Linked DNA regions of Anser cygnoides: region 1 is linked to region 2. The links are chromatin contacts, called in public Hi-C maps. All regions are on one chromosome and are shown on one strand. Each heading gives the region's core, a stretch centred on a gene start, on an enhancer-like site or on the middle of the called end of the contact. The rest is flanking DNA. Distances are from core to core; before and after follow the strand shown.

What was found. A called contact is a pair of places that touch in the nucleus more often than the background predicts.
Region 1: a Hi-C map of liver shows a contact between it and region 2, with 2.3 times the contacts expected there. The contact joins the enhancer-like site here to the promoter of KSR1 in region 2. A contact is called at or near these places in 5 of 7 Hi-C or Micro-C datasets (fetal liver, granulosa cells and liver).

The regions. Positions count from the first base shown.
Region 1 is chr18:12,109,209-12,111,908 of Taihu_goose_T2T_genome, forward strand. All of the region lies in intron 2 of KSR1 (kinase suppressor of ras 1), which reads left to right. Among named protein-coding and RNA genes, the nearest start is that of KSR1, 41 kb to the left of the region's middle. Within about 2 kb of position 1,408, at least 1 of the 3 cell types and tissues checked has open chromatin away from gene starts, as enhancers often do. A contact at or near this core is called in liver, where this site is marked.
Region 2 is chr18:12,067,684-12,070,613 of Taihu_goose_T2T_genome, forward strand. It overlaps KSR1 (kinase suppressor of ras 1), which reads left to right and starts at 1,609. Exons shown (of 19, transcript XM_066979825.1): 1 at 1,609-1,942. The coding sequence starts at 1,664. It overlaps LOC106043768 (a long non-coding RNA gene), which reads right to left and starts at 1,581. Exons shown (of 6, transcript XR_010825798.1): 1 at 679-1,581.

The sequences.
Region 1 (2,700 bases), core at 158-2,657, 41 kb after region 2:
CTTAAGAGCATCCTTACACGCTTTGCTTAGAGCTATCAGTGGGAATTTAAGCACCTTATGTAATGGGCTTTCCCTCCTAGCATCTGCTGCTTTAGGGGAGGATGACTGGTGAGGGAACGTATTGATTTAAGAGGCAGCACTTCAGGCCTCGTCAGCTGTCTGGCTTTATAGGAAGAGCCATGTCTACTAGGTTGAGGGGCAGGTCAGACTGATTTTTCCAAGTGCTAGCAGCAGCATTAGCTCTGTAGGCTTATCTGCAGGGAAGAAAGAGTCTTTACCAAAAATACCTCATCCACTGTGTTAGATATCAGCTTTTTTGCCATGTTTCAAGGATTTAAGTTGGACAGTAGACAAGATTAAAGACCTCCTTACACTATCTTGAACTCTTCACCCTTGCTAATTTAGAATAGGTTGGGTGGCCTCTTGGACACTCTGGTTTGCTTTTCTCCCTTTTAAACATGCACACTGTGAAGTGCACAGTCTGTGTGTCTGACAAGCAGGCAGGCTTTGTAGAAAAGTCCTCTCACCTGCTGTAGAGAGGGCTGATTTCCTGGTTTGGGCTGAGCGGTGTGTGGTGAGTAAGGCTTCAGGTTTTGCTGTTGCCACTTCTAGGTGCGGAAAGATTGAAAGCAGGTTCTATCTCCTGCCTTTTTTTTTTTTTCTCTCAGTTTGGCCCTATTAGAGTAGCATGTGAATGTCTCACAGCTTGACATGTCATTCTGTAGTCGAGGCAAGTGTGCTGAGGGAGATGGTACCTCTATCGGCCCTAAAGCAAGCCTGTAAGCTGCATGGTTGTTTTTTTTTTTTAAAGATGCATTTTTTTAAAGCTGCAGCACCCATGAAGAGGCAGGTGGAGACCCACATTTCTCTGTTGGACACACATTGGTCCTCAGTGCTGCAGATGGGCAGCGACTGCTTTCCAGGTGCCCAGAATTGCCTTGCACCAAGGGGGCTGGAGCCCACCTCCCAGGGCCTCCTCCCTCCCAGCTCACCCGCTCAGCCAGGGCACTGGCACCGATCGGCTCTGTTGTAAGATCCGTCTTGAACCAGTGACCCTCATCATTTTCACAGAGGCTGAGGGGGCTAACACAGAGATAAATTATATAAGGCCAATCTTGCAGGGCTCAGGTTGACCAGTTTTATATTAAGCCACCGTATGTGTGCAGCACATGAGTGGCTCTTTAATGAAAGCCTCTTACTTCCCCTCCCTCCCCCTCTTCAAAAGCTTATTTCTTTTGTCGCGTGTCATGGGGACTGGCAGCAGGTTCAGAAAGTCTGAGCTCCCAGCTCAAGGTCATTGGGATTGTTTAACTATAATCTCCTTTTCTGTGCTTATACTTTCCTACAACTTGCTGGTCTGTTTTTCCAAAATTAAACTATCAAGCAAAAGAGTAAATTGGGCTTTATATGCTGGCCCAGGACAGGGACAAGCCAGCAGCAGGCTGGGCTGTTCGCCGGGGTGTGTGTCTGTGTGAAACTGCCTGGGACAGGGAGCAACGTGGGCAGCGCAGAGCCAGGGCTGCCGGTGACTGGTGACTGCTCGTGGCCACGCGTTGGGCTGCAGGGCACAGACCTGCTGAGGAAGTGAAACCAGGCAGCTCGGGGTGATCGAGTTCAAGCCCTCCCTAGTGGTTGTGTACTGCAGATGAGTAAGGGAAAGGGAAAAAAATGCCCCGACACTTCAAAGAAGATCAATAGTTTGGATTGTTTTGTTTTTCAAAAATTGATCTTAATTTTTTTCTGTACAACTAGGAAGGCTTGGAAACTAAAGTGAAAGCTGGAGATTCCTTGTTGCAGGGGGTTGATCTTTAAAAAAGAAAAGCACTAAACGCTGTCAGATTTGCAAGAATGGGCAATCCTGGAGTTTAACCATGAAGCTGCACTGGGACAAAAATGTCAAGTTCTCTGTGCCAGTAAATGTCAATTGTGCTCCTCTGGGAAGGAGAGAAGGGCCTGTGAGGCTCTGAACGACGCTGTGCAGGACCACGGCCACTCCATGAATATTGCAGCCACCCCTCCCCACCACCCTCCCACATCTGTAGTGCTTGTGACAACAATTCTGTGCTTGTGAGTTGTCCCTTGGGCGTGAGTGCTGTGCTCAGAAAGCCAGGAGCTAAGCCGAGATGCCATTCCACATACCTCTTACAGCAGGGAATGGGAATTCCCCAGTTAAGCCTTGTAGATACTTGCACAACCAGGAGAGCTAATTTGGGGTAAGTAAAAATAGTCAGCTCCTCCTCATTGATACAACTTGAAGTTCACTTTCAATATGTACTCAGTTTTTTCAGTATAAAGGCCTAAAGGGCCATTCCTTACTCCGTTGACGACTAACTGCATGGGTGTAAGGCTCTTGTCACAGGTGCTGTAGCACAGGTCCTAGGTAACTCCTGTACTTTGCCCTTCTTGGGGAAGGAGAGCAGACAAAACCTGACTGCATCACGGCTACTTGAGTGGACACAGGCTTGCAGAACAAACTGACTTCCTTCTTTCTTCTACCCTCCATGTGTTTAAAGCATATATAAAGTTGGGATTTGCTTTCCTGTGATTTCTAAACTGGGCAGAGAGAACCCTTTTCAGTATCTGATGCCACACTTGCTTTTACAAAGCATTGAGGCTCACCTGTCATTTGTGGCAGTCCAAACACCACCAGCTGCTGAGCCTCGATACCCGGTGCCAGCCGTTAACCCGAGCGTTAGCGCT
Region 2 (2,930 bases), core at 359-2,858:
ATAACATTGCTTAGATGCACAGGCACCTGTACTTGAGGATTTCAGTCTGTCAGACTTCTAAACTATAATTTCCAGTGCTAAATTTCCAGCGTTCCTAAGAGGAGGGGAGCAGATACAGACTTTTTCATAAGGTTGGAATGATGGAGGTAATAAACAAAATAAGTGACTTTCCCAAAACCACAGGACGTATCACATGGCAAACTAATTAAACCCTAATCCAGCAAAGCCCTTAGTATATATAAAATTTACATGAGCATGTGAATAATGGCAATGGAATCAAATACTTAGCCTGATCCACCTGCTTAAGAAAATTACTGAACAGTTTATGCCACACTACTCGATGCAAATGCAGCCAAGCTAACAGATATACCAATACCCATCCAATCATGAGAAAAACAGCTGTGTCAACAGATTTGCCCTGCTCCACTGCCTCATGCCCTACATTCATAGTGTATTCCCTCCTTTTTTGCATAAACCTCTTTACTGTATTGCCACATGTGGCTCGGGTATCATTTTAGCTTTTAAAATCTGGTGTCAATCTCTCACAAATTAAAGAGGCAATCTTCTGCCAGCAGGGTGCAACTAAATTGCCCTTCTGGATCCCTCACATGAGACGAACAGCCGTCACCCTGCTAATAGCGGGGAGGCATTATTCCTGCAGTGACATCTCCTACCTACCGCAATACATCGGCCCTGTGCAGGTCCCCAGGCAGCCAGGACTCGCAGCTCCCCGCACCGGCTTCCTCGAGGTCCTGTGCTGAAAGCTTTGTCCACGGCGGTTCCACAAGGCCGTAATAAATTTCCCTCCTATTCATGATATGAGTGAACCCGTACAACTCCTGCACTCGAGTGTTTATATTCACTACAAGATGTTTATAATAATGCCCACTTCATGTGCTAGACCTGCACTTATTCTTTACTAGGTAGACGTTTATGTCAAATAAAACATGTATCTGGCCGATTTATAGAACATCTGGGAAAGGCTACTTCAGGAGAGCACTCTACGGCCTTAGTAGGCAACTTGGTTATGGCGAGAACATGGCTGGTATTTATTTTACACCGTGGTGTAGCGTTTTACACCGTATTTTACACCGTGGTGTAACGGCAGAGCCCTGTCAGTGAGGGCCCGGCTCCTCTCCTCACACCGTGACAGTCTGAAAACACACTTCTGATGCCGTTTTTAACCTTCGCTAACCTCCTCACAGCGTTTGGCACCCGCAGGTGCAGGAATGGCCGGAGCCCTGGCCCACGGCAGGGCGCTGCGGCCGCCCGGCGCCGCCCCTCAGGTGCTGAGGTGAAGGCGCCGCCCCGCGCCGGTGCCTCCCGCTCGGGCGGGCCTGCGCCAGGGCCCCCTCAGGGCTCGCTCACGGCTCCCTCAGCGCGAGGCCGGCACGGCGGCGGGGCCGAGGGGCTCTGCGGGGGACCGAGAGGGCAGCGGGGAGCTGAGGCGGGCCGGCCGCAGGCGAAGCCGGGCCCCGTGCCTGTCACTGCGCGGCGACAGCCCGGGGAGAGCCGCGCTGAGGCGAGGCGGGGCGGGGCGGGGCGGGGCGAGCCGCCGCCTTCCCGCCTTCCCTCCCTCCCTGCCGCCCGCCTTCCCTCTCAGCCCGCCCGCCGCTCCCCCCGCCGCCGCCGCCTCTCCTCGCCGGCCTCCCGATGCCGAGGAATGGATAGAGCGGCTGCCCTGCGAGCCGCCGGCATGCTGGAGAGGAAGGAGCGGAGCGGCGGCGAGGCGGCGGCGGCCGGCGGCGGCGCGGGGCCCCGGGCGGGTGCGGGTGCGGGTCCGTGTCCGGCGGCGCGGGGCTTGCCGGCCGTGCGGAGCACGCTGCAGCAGTGCGGGCTGCTCCAGGACCTCATCGACATCTCGCTGTCCAACCTGCGCGGGCTCCGCACCAAGTGCGCCGCCTCCAACGACCTCACCCAGCAGGAGATCCGCACCCTGGAGGTACGGGGCCGGGGTGCGGGGGGGGGGGGAGGTGTCCGCAGCGGGGGCCCGAGGCCTGCCCCCTCCCCGCCGCCTCCCCCGGCCCCGGGGCGCTCCTTGCCCCTGCCCCGCCGGACGGGGGCGGCGGGGGGGCGGCCGCGGGGCCCGGCGGGCGCTGCCAGGGACCCCCGGCCGGGGGCATCCCGCGGGCTGCCGGTGCCGGGAGGGCGGAGGCGGAGGCCGGCAGCCGGGGACAGGTGCGGGGAGCGCCGGGCCCGCGGGGAGGGAGGGTGGGGGGGGCCGCGTTTCGCTGCCGTGCGCGCGCTGCGCGGCCCCGCGGCCCTCCGGCGGCGCTCGGCCTCCCCGCGGGGCGGGCGCGGGGCGGGGGGGGGGGGGGACGGGACACCGGCGGAGGCCGGGGGCTGCCCCGGGCGGGCCGAGGTGTGCCCAGGTCGCTGGGTGTGCTCCCGGGGCGCCCTTCCAGGCCCGCCGCTCGGCCCCGGCTCGGTTTGCCGATCGGAGCCCGCCCTGTTCGCCCCGGTGCGGCGGGCGAGCAGCGTCGCGGCCCGTGTGGGAGAGAGGTCGTGCTGCTCGGGGAGGTTCTGTGACACTGTTCGTGCACCAGACGCGCGGTGCTCCCGGATGAGGGCTGAGTCTGCACACGGGTCTGCGCGAGTATTTAGAAAGGGAATTTGGATTTGGTTTTGTTTGGTTCGTTTGAGCTTTAGGTACTTAATAACCCCCCGTGTTTCGCCTCGTGTGCAGGTGATGCTGCTCTGGGCAGAGCAAGCGGTTCCCACCCAGCGCCGTCCTTGAGCAGGAGCCTCACGCGAAGGCCCGTGGTCCCTTCCTCTAGCCTGACGCTGGGGGCCATCGAGCTAGAGCATCAGGCTCAAGGAAGGAAAATCCTTACAACCGCGTAGCTCTAACAAACACACGTGCTGTAAAACACATCGCTTAAGAAATGAAGGCTGGAAAAAATTTGTGAAACAATAGGTGGTAGCTCTTG